Linked DNA regions of Gasterosteus aculeatus: region 2 is linked to region 1. Evidence: chromatin contacts called from public Hi-C data. All regions are on one chromosome and are shown on one strand. Each heading gives the region's core, a stretch centred on a gene start, on an enhancer-like site or on the middle of the called end of the contact. The rest is flanking DNA. Distances are from core to core; before and after follow the strand shown. Region 1 holds the start of inhbb (inhibin subunit beta B). Region 2 has its middle 10 kb from the start of gli2a.

What was found. A called contact is a pair of places that touch in the nucleus more often than the background predicts.
Region 2: a Hi-C map of whole body shows a contact between it and region 1, with 7 times the contacts expected there. The contact joins the enhancer-like site here to the promoter of inhbb in region 1. A contact is called at or near these places in 4 of 6 Hi-C or Micro-C datasets (liver, skeletal muscle, tail fin and 1 more).

The regions. Positions count from the first base shown.
Region 1 is chr16:1,834,916-1,841,963 of fGasAcu3.hap1.1, forward strand. It overlaps inhbb (inhibin subunit beta B), which reads left to right and starts at 4,132. Exons shown (of 2, transcript XM_078090635.1): 1 at 4,132-5,164. The coding sequence starts at 4,777. klhdc3l (kelch domain containing 3-like) reads left to right here. Exons shown (of 8, transcript XM_078090633.1): 7 at 429-618; 8 at 857-1,782. The coding sequence ends at 1,475.
Region 2 is chr16:1,917,209-1,924,256 of fGasAcu3.hap1.1, forward strand. No RefSeq gene overlaps it. Among protein-coding and RNA genes, the nearest start is that of gli2a, 10 kb to the right of the region's middle. Within about 2 kb of position 3,898, at least 1 of the 9 cell types and tissues checked has open chromatin away from gene starts, as enhancers often do.

The sequences.
Region 1 (7,048 bases), core at 2,882-5,381:
CAGTTTAAAGTAGCTCTTCTCCCCATGGAAACCCAAATTGGAGAAACAGTGTAGTGATGCTGCTCGTGTAGCAGCATCTTGCCAAGCTACACACCAGCAGCATGTCAGTGCTCCTGTTTCTAAATGAGGTCCGATGTAGTGCAGCAGCGTCATCCCCGAGGCCCACATGCACTCCAGGGGGTTATTCTAGCTGGGGGGTAACTGAAGCGCGATAATATATACACACACATGATATACGTAGTTTATTGTACAGATAATAACAAGTGGAATTAACCTCTTCAAAGCATTAGTGAAGAGAACTCTACTGGCTGTTTGTTCAGTGTCATTCTGTGAACACACAACACACACTGTATCCTGTATGTGCATTCACTGTTGGTACCTGTGTGTGTGTGTTTGTGTGTGTGTGTGTGTGTTGTTTTGCCCAACAGATACCATGGCTTGGTCCCTGGTGATTGGTTCCCAGCAGGGCTCATTAGGCCCAGGCCCCAGACACAGTCACTCAGCTGTAGCCAACCACAGCTGCATGTACCTGTTTGGGGGCTTGAAAGGCTTGCGGGAGCAGAGGGACTTGTGGAAGTGGAATTCCACCAGCCACTCATGGAGCGCTCTGAAAAACAAGTGAGGATTTCATCGGCCAGTCAGTCCTTGTTGGGTGCTGCCTACCGTAGTTTGATATTAACTCCTGGGATCGTTGCATCCAGGCCCCCATAGCTTCTTGCATTGTGGTGATAATTATGCACAAATCACCAAGCCAAATTCCAAGCAAATGTTAGTGCCGGATGTATCTTGAAAGCAACAATCAATGGATGTTGTTCATGTTCCTTCCTGCTGATACGCCCTCTGGCTGTCTCCTTAGGTCCGGTCCCTGCAGGCTGATGGGACACTCGGCCGTGCCCTACAAGGACAGTATGCTTGTGTTTGGGGGAGGCGAGAGCCAGAGCTCTCCAAAGAACAGCCTGTGGAGGTACAGCTTCAGCACGCAGAGCTGGGGGCAGGTTGCCACACTGCCTGGCTCCAACCCCCCAGACAAGATCCACCACTGCTGTGCTGGGCTGGGTCCCAGCTACAAGTCTGACACCAGCATCCCCGGCTACAGCTCTGAACTCCAACCGGGGCTGCTGGGAGGGAAACTGAGGCCCTTCAAGAACAGGTGCTTCCCTGCCCCGCTCACCTTCCTGGGCTCAGAGGGGGCCATCGAGCTGGAGACCTTCAGCGCAGACCGATGCTACGCAAGTCAAACACTCGCTCAATCCTCCAGTCTGGACCACTGCACTGAGGGACGGACTGGAAGCTGTCTCACCTTTGAGAACAAGGCTTTCAGGACCCAGTGGAGCCCCACAGAGGAGGAGCTGCTGGACGAGGAGGATGAAGACGTGGCCCAGCACCTGCCCGATCTGCTGCTGGTCCTGGGGGGGAGACCCTGCACCAGACACAGCCCCATCTCCATCTGGCAAATGACTCTGACTGACTGCTGAGAGCCGAAGAAGAGCAAATGTTACAAACATCTAAGAGAGAGAACAGATAACACCAGTGTTGGTTTACTGGCATTTTGTGTATAAGAAGAACCACTATTTTTTAGAATACTCTTGCTTTTGTTGATGTTGTACATGTATACTTTTCCTTTTTTGAAATACAAGAAATTATCAAAAAATGGCATCAAAAAATATTATTGAATTACTGCATTCGTTATGAACACTGACGTTATTTCTTAGTGCCAATGTGAAAGAGATAAACATAGAAATGTAAAATCCAGGATTATCAATAAAAACTCGTCGTCCTCCAGTTCCATGACAGACCGCTCATTCCGTCTGTCATCTATATTTCAATTAAACTGCTACGGGGCTGAACTGTGTGGTGGTTAGCACTGTCTCCTCACACCAAGAAGGTCCTGGGTTCCACTGGCCTTTCTGTGTGGAGTCTGCATGTTGTCTGTGTGGGTTCTCTCCGGGTTCTCTGGCTTCCTCCCACGGAGCTGAACTCCACACGGTGGCGTCAGAGCTCAGCGAGTGAAGACCCCCCCAGAGCCACAAGTCAATTTAGAGAAAACAATCCAGACTTGCAATTAAAGGGAGCAAAGGCCGGCTGGGATTTCATCTCAAGCTTTTGCTTTTTCCTAGGAAATACAGAATTGTGATTCTCAATCTTGTTTAAAAACCCGTGAGATTGATTTTCTTTTACAAAACAAAAAATCCAAACAAACCAGGCAATTTTTTTAGCTTTTGATTTGTTGACAATAAAAAACTAACTTCTTGGCAGCAAATGTTGCCACACGAAGGATCATGTCCCCTTATGTATGTGCAAAGAAAGAATAACAGTTTGGAATAACCAAAGTCCCGTCTAAATAAACTGTGAACCCGGCATCCTTCTGATGGCAGGCGCCAGACGTGGTGAGTCAGCCACCTCGCTGGATCCGGGTTATTGACCTGCATTACTACCCCCAGATGGTTGATTTCTCTTTCTATCTATATCATCCATCTATCCATCCACCCATCTATCCATCCACCCATCCATCCATCTACCCATCCATCTATCCATCCATCTATCCATCCATCTACCCATCCATCCACCCATCTATCCATCCATCCATCTACCCATCCATCTATCATCCATCCATCTACCCATCCATCCATTCATCTATCCATCCATCTACCCATCTACCCATCGATCCATCCATCTATCCATTCATCCATCTACCCATCCATCTATCATCCATCCATCTACCCATCCATCCATTCATCTATCCATCCATGTACCCATCTATCCATCCATCCATCTATCCATGCATCCACCCATCTACCCATCTATCCATCCATTCATCCATCCATCTACCCATCTATCCATCCATCTACCCATCCATCTATCATCCATCCATCTACCCATCCATCCATTCATCTATCCATCCATCTACCCATCTATTCATCCATCTATCCACCCATCCACCCATAGATCCATCCATTCATCTATCCATCCATCCATCCATCCACCCAGCCATCCATCTATCATCCATCTACCCATCTATCCATCCATCCACCCATCCATCTATCCATCCATCTACCCATCTATCCATCCATCCATCTAGCCAGCCATCCATCTACCCATCCATTAATCCATCCATCCATCTATCATCCATCCATCTATCCATCCATCTACCCATCCATCTATCCATTCATCCATCCACCCATCCATTTATCTATCCATCCATCTACCCATCCATCTATCCATCCATCTACCCATCTATTCATCCATCTACCCATCCATCTATCATCCATCCATGTACCCATCTATCCATCCATCCATCTATCCATTCATCCATCCATCTACCCATCTATCCATCCATCCATTCATCCATCCATCTACCCATCTCTCCATCCATCTACCCATCCACCCATCCATCTAGCCATCCATCCATCTACCCATCCATCCATCTACCCATCTATTCATCCATCTATCCATCCATCTATCCATCTACCCATCTATCCATCCATCCATCCATTCATCCATCCATCCATTGCACTCCGCCTCTGAAGTATGTAATGAGTGGTTTATACCCGTAGATGGCGTTATTTATTTACTAATCATGATTATAAGTGGACATTAACTTGCTACACTAAAGTTTCAATGTATTTATATGTTCCTTCATACAATGTATTTGTTTGTTTAATACATATTTTCGTTGTTTTCATTATATTGATTCACTTTATTTGAACAATTATCTTAACAATATTAACATTTCCAAAACCTGGATATATAGCGGATTCAGAGAGATTTGTATATATTTCAATATTTGTAGATCCGGGAGTAAATGGCACTAAGAATGGATTTATTTAAGACCATTATGAAAATAAAGACTTCTAGTCTCCCCGTGCTGGACTGCGCACAGAACCCAAACTGAACTTGTTCTCCCAAGACTCTCAAAGTCGGATTCCCACATTATGTTTCTGTCTGTTTTGTTGATCAAAAACTCCTATGAACTTATTAAAAGTCCAAAAATAAGCCACCTCTCGGAGGCCTGCGCAACAGAGTCCTGGCTGTGGAGGCGTAGTAGCCTAATAATCCGTCGCCTGGCGTCCAGTTGGTGGAAATCCCCACGTGGTTTCAACTCCTGTATAAAAACTTTGGGTGCGCTGAGCCCCTGTTGTCGTGATTGCAAAGGGAGAAAAGGGTCTCAGTGAGCCGCATCTCGCAAGGACGCACACCGAGCTGGTTATCCACAGCTGTGCGTAACGGAGCGTAGCCAGGGCGCACACAAAGGACCGAGGAGCGCTCTTATTCTCTGCGGGGCTTCGGCCGTACAAAGTGCAGTCGCCGCGCGTTCTGTGAATGGGTACGAGCGGACCGCGCGCCTTTGGACGCAGAGGGGCTTTTATCATTTAGACGCATCGGCGCAGCGCAGCGCTGCTTTGTTTTGGTACATCACGCTCAGTCTGAAGACAACGTGGTGCGACAGAAACGCGTCAACGATCCAAGCGTCGGAGTGCGCCTGTCAATCAGAGAGATTAACTTTTTATTTAGCGCAGAGAAAAGACGCGTCGCTGGATAACAACCTCAATGCACAATGACTCGAGGCAATTAGCCTCACGATTTCAGCCGCTTTTGTCTGTTTGGATTTAACGATTTTATTGGCTCCTGTGGATTTCTCACTTTTGGAGCACAAGGGGATGTTCTCTGCGGAACTTTCACATGTGTACATTGACATGATCTTTAAGTGTGTGTGTATGTGACACATTTGCTGTTTCCTCCATAGTTTTTGGACTGCGATTTTAATATTTTTAAAAAATGAGCATATACAGCGTGGCGTTGTCCTGTTTAGTGGCGTTCGTTCTCTCCGTGCGCTGCAGCTCGGTGGCCGTTACCGAGACGCAGAGCTCGCCCCAGGAGTCGTGCGCGTCCTGCGGCCTCAGGGCGCCGGATCAGTCGGAGCGGGTGAACATAGACTTTCTGGAGGCGGTGAAGAGGCACATACTGAACCGGCTACAGATGAGGGACAGACCCAACATCACTCACCCCATCCCCAAGGCGTCGATGGTGACGGCGCTCAGGAGGTTGCACGCCGGGAAATTGCGCGAGGACGGCCGGGTGGAGATCCCCAGTTTTGACGGACAAGCTGCGTACAACAACGAGGTGCAAGCGGAGAACTCGGAGATCATCAGCTTTGCCGAATCAGGTAATAATCAATAATTCATGGCACGTTCCCAAACCGACCCCTCGATGAACCCCGGTCGCCGTTTGACTATATGTAACGGGGAGCCCAGGGGGGCAGGTGTGTTAATGGCGTGGGATCACTCTCATCCATAGATAAAATTTCAATCATGTTGCTAACGTTGATATGAAGAAGGAGCAGAGATGAATGAGATGGAAGCATCAACAGTTTTGAAATACAATCCATGAACCAATTGGATCCGGTTCGCTCATCATTCACCATCATGTTATCACACTGTAATTCACTCCGCCGGGTTTTAGCCCGATGCAATTTAAAAAAAAACGCAAAATGAAGAGAAAGTCCTTAAATTACCCCCATGTGTTGTCAAGGGGATAAAAAGAACCTCTGAATCCAATTTCATCACTAAAGCTGTGCTCACATTCAATACTGCAATGTATAAAGCCCTCTTTTAAATACGGACAAAGTCCCTCAATTGGCCATTTATCCCTTCCTCTAAGAATGTGTATCTAACTAATTCTCAGAAGTCCAAAGAGAACACCCTTTCCTCTCTCTCTCTCCCTAAAATCATCTGCTTGACAGAATCCTCCAGTTGTCTGTCAGCGCTGTGAGACCTGCGTCTTTAACACAAACTTCTACAAATGTAAACCATTACAAATACCACACCAAAATGGGATATCTTAAACACACACACAAACACACAATCCCATGTTCTCCCATTGGCCCTCCTGGTACAATTAGCCTGAATGGGCTGCTGGGTCCTGCCTTCCAATGGGAATGATCTGAGCAGCCTCATGACAAGGGAACAAAAGCCAGGCACTTATTAGAAGACGGCTATGTGTTCCTGCTGAACCCAACATGTCAACGTAGAGCCGTGTGGGGGGCGGGAAGAGGGAGGGGGGCAAGGAAAACAAAAGAAACTGCTCAGAATAATGCATGAGACATTGGAGTTTGTGGGGTTAGTGGGTAAGGAGGGGGTATGGTCATGGTGATGGTAAAGGAGTGTGTGTGCCCATAATGCAGTGTTGCAAAGAATGCTTTTGTCGTTCTGAAGGTCCGCTGGTCTCCTTGGCTTCTTCTTCTTCTTTTTCTGTTTTTTTCCCCCCCTAGTTCTATTCTTTCTCCCACCTTTGAGCCTTTGTGTGGCATTGTACCATGGTGCTGGCTTGGGTCCCTTGCTCCCTAGACCCCGTCTGCCTCCTGGCCAGCTGGCTCACCCCCCCCACCCCCTCCCAGATCGGATGCTGCCAGCCAGGGGGCATGGCTCAAAGGCAAGGTCCCCAGAAAGCTCTGACACCAGGGGAGCTTGCACCCCCCCCCCCCCCCCCCCCTCCACCCCCACCAAGCATAAGGGAGCCAGGACTGTTGTTGTCATAGCTTAGGACAAGGCGGTTGCAAACATGTTTAGCCAACAGCAGTGTGGAGCAGTACGGTCACCCTCTCACCCCAACACAGGGTTAACTATATAGTTGTCGGGGAGCCGGCATCTCATCTCCAGTTGCGGTGGCACAGAGGAAAGAGGTCTGCCAAGCAGCCAGGACAGGTGCCAATCTCCTTTCTCTCCTGACATGGTCCCATGGGTCCTCGCTGAGGGATTCGGTGTCTCGTATCCACGGGAGCGAAGCGCAGGGTTCACAGGCAGGGAAAGAGGGAGGGGTTGGCGAAAGAGACAGAGCGGGGTCGAAGGAGATGTTTAGATCAACGCTTCTCAATTGCTTACTGTAGCCGTTCGGACCCAGTGAACTTGCAGCGAGTGGTCCAAGACAGGGAATTAAGACTTCATTATAGGAAGTCATTAACTCTAGACTGGTTCCTCCAGCAGTTGGCAGGTTTACTTGAGGACACAACTCTTTCATGAGGAGCTGTCAGTCGGGCCCTCCTGGACCTGGT
Region 2 (7,048 bases), core at 2,648-5,147, 82 kb after region 1:
TTTGACTTGATGTTGTTCATGGGGACACCAAATTATTAAGACCTGAATTTACGGGACAATCCTCCCACCAATCTTAACAGATGAAATCCAGGACAACATTTTCATCTGCCTGCTGGGGTTACAATGTGTCCCTGTGCTCTCTGTAATCTGCATGTTTGTCCGCAACATGTCCCACCTTATGAAGCAGACTACTAAGCATCCGCCAGAGGACATAGACATTCACTGATCAGAGAGGTGCAAGTTGGTAAATCAAAGCAAAGAGTGGGCATACACAAATGTATGATGCAGCTTAGTGTGACTGATTCCACTCATTCGTCTCATGCCGTATTTTTAGAAAGAACGCAAATCCTCTGTCTGTTATATTATGATGACACACTGTGTGTGTGTGTGTGTATATGTGGCACTATGTAATGGTATGAAATTGACTCAGTCCTTTATGGAAGGAGAGTTTCCAGCACTTCAGAGATCACGCTGTCTAGACTCCGGTAGTGCTATAATGGGATTCGGACAGATTACTGTGATTACACTTGTAGCCAGAAGGCTTCGGTTTCATTCACTGAAGTGTGAGATAGAATTCCTCAATGGCTGAGACCCAAACTACACGCAGGGAGATTTTTTTCTTTTCTACTTTTTTTTGTTTTCTTCCCAAAGATGCAACCATGTGACCATAGAGATAACGGGCTCAAATTAGTTTATTACATTTATTTGTCATGGGGTGGAATGTAAGGTTTAGCTGGAAGCTTGTTACCTTGTGTTGTGTTTCTTTGTACAGTCTGTTATCAGTGCTACAGGACAAGAAGAGATCCATTTATTATCAACATGATGGACGGGGGCCGACGAAGAGCCCAAAACATGCACATACAGTTATTCACTTTCATCAACAGAAAGACAGCGTGAGATATGTCATGGCCTTGGCACAGCTTAAATGTTCCCTCCTAAATTCCATCTGTATTATATTCCATGAGTCATACTCTGTGTATAATGAACGTAGACAAGACTGGTTTCTAACAGAAAGAAGTTTGACAACAAAGGAATAAAAATGAATATCTATATACACGTTTCACACCTTCAGAAAGCGTGTCCCAAGAAAAAAGCAGATTGTGCAGAGACATAGCGTCTTGCACAAAGTAAAGGTTAACTGTGCTTCCGACAAATGGTGTTTTGGTGTTGTTGGTGTTTTTGAGAACCGACAGGAGAGTCTGTTGACCAGACTAACTTTTTGAAAAGAAGATACACATGAAGACCTTTTGCTGCTGGATTCTTTTGACCAAATAATCTCAATGCGTGGTGTTGACCTACATGCCTGCAGACCTGTTAAAACTCTGTTTCAATAGCTGTGCCTTTTTGTTTCAAGGGGAACAACACATCCTTGCTTTCAAAGCGAAATGGACAATGAAATATCTTTTGTGTAATACAGCGGTGTGACAGGAGGCATGTGTTTGCCTTGTAGATACGTATCTGATACCAATGGAAACGGCTTCAGTGAGTGCAGGCCGATCCCTTTCAGCCGTCATTCACAGCGGGCCCTCAAGACGTTTTTCACACCGACAGACTCCAAACGTTAAAGCTCCTCGATACGGGACACTGAGTGACACAAAGCATGGTCGTTTGGGGCCCCGACTGAAGGTTTTCAGTGTGCTCAGGAGGCCATTCTCCTTTGTGACATGCTCAGATTCTAAGAGATGTTTTCTTCACTAAATTGTGGACAACACAATGGCTGCTGTTCATCATCATCCCCCACCTTTATGGGAGAGATCCCCCCCGCCCCCTCCTGCTCCTTGCAAGTTCATCTAATGGTACATAAAAGCACCTTAACTTAATTACCACAGTTGCAGCCAGAGACCACAACATAAGCAAGGAACTGTGGGGAAACTCCACAACCTTTGACCTTTTTTCCTTCACGAGAGTTCCCGCGAGGAATCAAAGCGCTCAGATGGGGCACACATGAACCCCGTTATTCCAGTGCCCCCTCATGCCCGGTGAGCTTTTGGTGCATTAAAATGGGGAGGAGGTCAGTTACCAGATCGTATCTGAGGGAGAAGCAGTGGACGCCCTGGAGACTAGAACATGCAGATCCCCAGAGAGAAGTGGGAGGCAAAGAGTCCAAGTCCAGCTTCCGTGTCTGTCTCGACGCCCAAGGTTCCCAGACGGTTTGGTCATGTGGGGAGGGCATCGAGCCGGCCAATCATCTAGGTTACTGCGTAATACACCGCAGGCGGACTATAATAAAAAAACAGAGGGAGGAGGGCCTGTCAAAAAAAAATGGCCTTGATCTCATACATCTGCAGAGTGTTGAGGCAACACCAGTACGACAGGTGTGTGAAGGCTCTCAGATGAAGTTCAGGTGGTTTACTGCTGTATGCAAATCATAAACATAAACGACAGCTGGGAACAGAGGTAGGACGTAGCTGGATACATTTATTGAGGCAATGTACAATTCAGACAGTATATCTTCCATTTTACGCTCATCTAAGTACCATTTCAGTGGTAAATATTGTTGTTAACCTGCACTATATTCATATGACAGCTACAGTTATCAGATCCATATCAGACATATAATCAATTTGAAATGTGATATTTATAGGGATGTTTTTTTAGAATTAGTCTATTTTTGGGGTCAATTTTGAAAATTAGTATGTTGTTTATTAAAAGGGATGGTTTAAAAATCCCATTTTGAAACCTTTGAAATAAGACACACTGCATCAGAAAAACATGCCGATAAGATTTGGCTGCCCTTCCTGTAGGCTCATTAGAATATATGACAACTACCTTTGCATAAAGGTTTTTCTCACAAGACAATCACCGTAGGCCGTACTTTTGCGGTGTGACTACTGATATATTCACAGCGGACAGCGAGTAAGAGAAAAAATTATTGATCAGCAATTTTTCCATCAAATAAGTGTGGGATTTAACTTCTCAGATGTGGTCACATGCTAGATTTCTCTGTTTTGTCTCATTGGAAAACGAGAGGCGTTGGGTTTTAGATTTGTCTTTGGATTTTTTGGAAACATATTTTGATGATTTTCAATATGGCAACGTTTTATATTTTTTGGAAAAGTTTATCTTTGTTGAAGAGACTAGAGGGATTGGACCTGCACGTGGTGCATGGAAACAAGGTCTGTGTCCCAAACCCCATGGTTTCAGGACTTCTGACTTCTGAATTACTGTTTTAATATAGATCGATTAAAAAAAACAATCTTGGTGAATGAAAAGCATAATTAGTGGCAGGCCTGAAAGGACTGTGTTTGCCATGTACAGATCATTGAAGCGGAACGAAGGATGGCTAGGCGGAGGAGTCACAGGGTAGTGAGATAGTTACAAAAAAGGTAAACTGAGCGCAGGCCACGTGGGAGGCAGATTGAAAGATGAGGGAGAGCTCATTCCTTCCCCCTCATCTGCTGTCCTTTTCTTCTCCTGTATCTAGATCTGGCCTGCATATCTTGGAGTGATCCCCCTGGGGTTCCTCAAACCGCTCTTGAAAGAGCGCTGATAGTATTCAAAGTACCACGACAAGAGAGTGACGCACGCGGCCGCTGGGTTTTATCTTGCCATCAGCAGCTGGGAGTGGGGCTCCAACGCATGCCCCTCCCCTCCACGTCTCACGTCTCCGCTGTGGCATGTCCCCAAATGCGAGACAGGCCACGAGAGGTGCTGCAAAGGTCAACGGCTTGGTGGGTTTGGAGACAGTGAAGCAACGACGGCCAGAGCGTTCTCTCTGGTGTCACCTGAAGAGGTGCATTGAAGGTGACGATCACCGTCAGAGGTCCCGCAAGGCCGCGGAGAGATGAGCGCTGAATCGCTAACTCTTGCAGAACGCCTCGAGGGCCAGTCAGCTGATAGTGGAACTGTGTCAACATGCCAAGGCGGTGGGCCTAATTTCCGTCAGGCTGTTCTTGGCAGAGAACAACAGGATGTGTGTTGTACGTCAGACCAACCAGGGTGCTGTCCTGCATTAAGGAGAGCCACCGCAAGCTGAGCGGATGTCACCAGAAGGGCCTTCGGTGAAGATGTGTGTCTAACTCTGCCTTGTTAGTATCAGCGCTTCAGATCGCTGGAGATCGCCGCGAGGTGTTTCACATAGTGCCAGGGCAAGGCTCCATTTGTGGCGGTTTTAATCAACAATGATTGTGTTCATTTTCTCTTCCTCGATATTCAATTAATTTTGTAAAAGAAGGTTAAAAATACCATCTTTAATTGGATTTGTTTTGCTCTAAGATTCTTTTTCACTGTAGTTGGTGGAGGTGGTTATGAATGCAGATAGTTTTCATCCCACAGGGGAGGATTTCTCAGAGGATCTTGAGGACTGTGTGCTCTCGGTTTTTGGGGTTTGCTGGTTTGATGTTTGTGTGCACATGTTGGCCCGGTTTCCAAATGAATGCAGGCCCATACATTTATTGTATATTTGTTTCCCTGAGGACGTGATTAATGAGGCTGGTTCACCAAAGTGTAGCAGAATATTTTAGGGCAACAATTTGAATGGTAATGTATTCATTGACATTTTAGCTGTTTGATTTGTGTGTACATCTATCTTTAGCCCCTTTGCATCCCAGATCACTCAAACTGCATCTTTGCATTTGTTACGAAATATTCCAGTTCTTCCCATCAGCGTTTCATTTTGCATCTCATTGCTGGTCTCCTAGTTTTTTATCCATGTCTATTTTTTTATGGTCCACTTTAGTTTTGTTGTCGTTTTGATTACGGACGTCTCCTTTTTGTTCCCTTTGTGATGTTTTTCGGGGGTTTGGGGACATTTTCTTAGGGAGGATCATAGAGAGGTGTGAACGTGATGATCTCTCAAAGGACAATAGACCCAACATACATAAGGTCGTATTACTAGCAACATGCGGGTTCCATTCAGGGGGACCAGGCAAAATAAAACAAAGCTTCCGTGTGGCGTGTGCACCGTGCGTTGTGCATACTTCCACCACAGACAGTAGATCAGGGTCCAATGTGTAGAGTAATCCAGCCCTTCCAATTCACACACCGTGTGATGATAATGTAAATTCTGTGTCCCGGCGCCTCGGGTCCGATGTGCGGTTTAACAGCTGTGGTTGCAGATGACAATGTCAAACCCTGAGGCAACATGATTTGGGAGTGTGTTACTGTTACCTGAGCTTTCAGCCCTTCCCCGACCCTACCTTCATGCGTGTCTGCTCCTCTCTGATGACTTTCTGACCGATGAGGCCACAAGTCTTGTGAGCAGACGTCTCGCTGCCGTCCAGTGATGTTACCATGAACACCCGGTAACACCGAAGTACCAATGTCACTCAAATCAATTTGAAGTTTCATTATTATATGACTGTCTAATAAGTAATTGTGGCTTCACTCATTTAGAAAGAATATTTGTAATGCCTGTCCTCCAAAATTAGAATTTCTTCCCGCCCTCACTGTTGAAAACAAGTAGATATTTGCCACTAACTAATCAAACCAAGAGCAGATAAGAAGCTCAATCTTAAAAGTTAAAAAAAGGCTAAAAGCAGGTCACTGGTTCCTCCTAGTGTTCACTAACGGCAGTCCACCCAACACCTGAACACGGCTCCTTGGCGAGAATCTCGACGCAGCACAAACAGTAAAAGCACATTTATTACATCTATAAAAGAAAACAGTGGCTGCAGCTGTAAACCTCTTGCGTGTGATTTTGTAGCTCTTCCTTTACGGTATCAGTGGGGGAACTTTTAACTGGATCCTCTGGAGACCTCACATAACTCCCCGACTGATTCCTCCCCTGAGAGAGAACGTCAGTGTGTGATTAGTGGTCGGGTGCTCGCCCATAGGCCTCAGCGCTGCACGCCACCGTGGCAGAGGAAAGCCAGACTGGGCCGTGAGTCAGAGGACAGGGCGCTCCCTCTGCCGGCTGGGACTTCTGCGGTGAGGACAGCAGGACCCGGACTGTATCTGCAGCCATCTGCGGTCAGCAGTCTGGGCCTGAGGTCACCAGAACTAAGTTCTAGCAGGCCTCTGAGGACAAGAGGAAAGTCCCAGACGGAGTCATACCCGAGGAGCAGCCTTGAAGTTCTTTGTGTGGACGAAAGTCAAATTAGTCTCAGATGACATCTGAAGTCTTTTCCTTAAAAAATGACTCAACCCCACCTGCTGGATCCTTAAACTTTGAACAACGGCAACTTTTTGACCACTTCTCCCCGTTTAGCCAACAAAGTGCTTGGACCGGATGTTATAGTCCGGATCCTTTGAGGTTGACCATGAGTCACTGAAAGGGGACAACACCCTCCTCCCTCCCTCCCTTCCCCCTGTTTGGGTCCCCTCCCACAGCTTTGAAGTGGTGGCAGATTGTGCACAAACAACATAAACCTTCCCTGTGACAAACGCTGTGATTTACCACCCGAGGCAAGGAAATGGCCAGCGGGACGGTTCCATTGACTTTATGGGCTGTTTGTAGCCTTCGTACCTCCGGGCGGACGCTCCTTTGTGAAGGAGGCTTTGAGTGGGCTGGAAATGTCTCGCTGGGCGCCTACCGTACACGCTCATTCCCACTCTCACTGCTGTGGTGGAGGGGTCCCAGTGTTCACACTGGATTCAGACTGGGAACACTGGGATACATTTTGAGTCGACCACTAATCAGACCGAACCCGAATCAGTCCAACAGAATCAATTAGAAATTAGTTTTCCCAATTTTGAAAAGTGTAGTGTTAATGTTATATATATATATATATTATATAATCATATTTACCAAATCATTTGACACCAATAATTTGACACTATCCATAACTTTATAAAACAGGCTCATATACAGAATTCTTGTACCAGAAAGAGTGTAAAACATTTTCTTTTGTTCAGTGCTTTTACATTTCTGAGGGATCTTGCTGTAATGTTCCCTTCAACATTTACATGAAATAATACTAGAAAGACTTGTCAGTGTAATGGAGACCGATACCACAACCTCAGTAATACAATTATATCAAGACCTTTCTGAAAACTGAGCCCTGGTATCTTTGTGAAAGCAACACTGGTGCTGCTGGTATAATAGATTGCGTTGCACTGTGATGTGACAAAAAGAAATACATACGGCATACATCATTCATTCATTCAT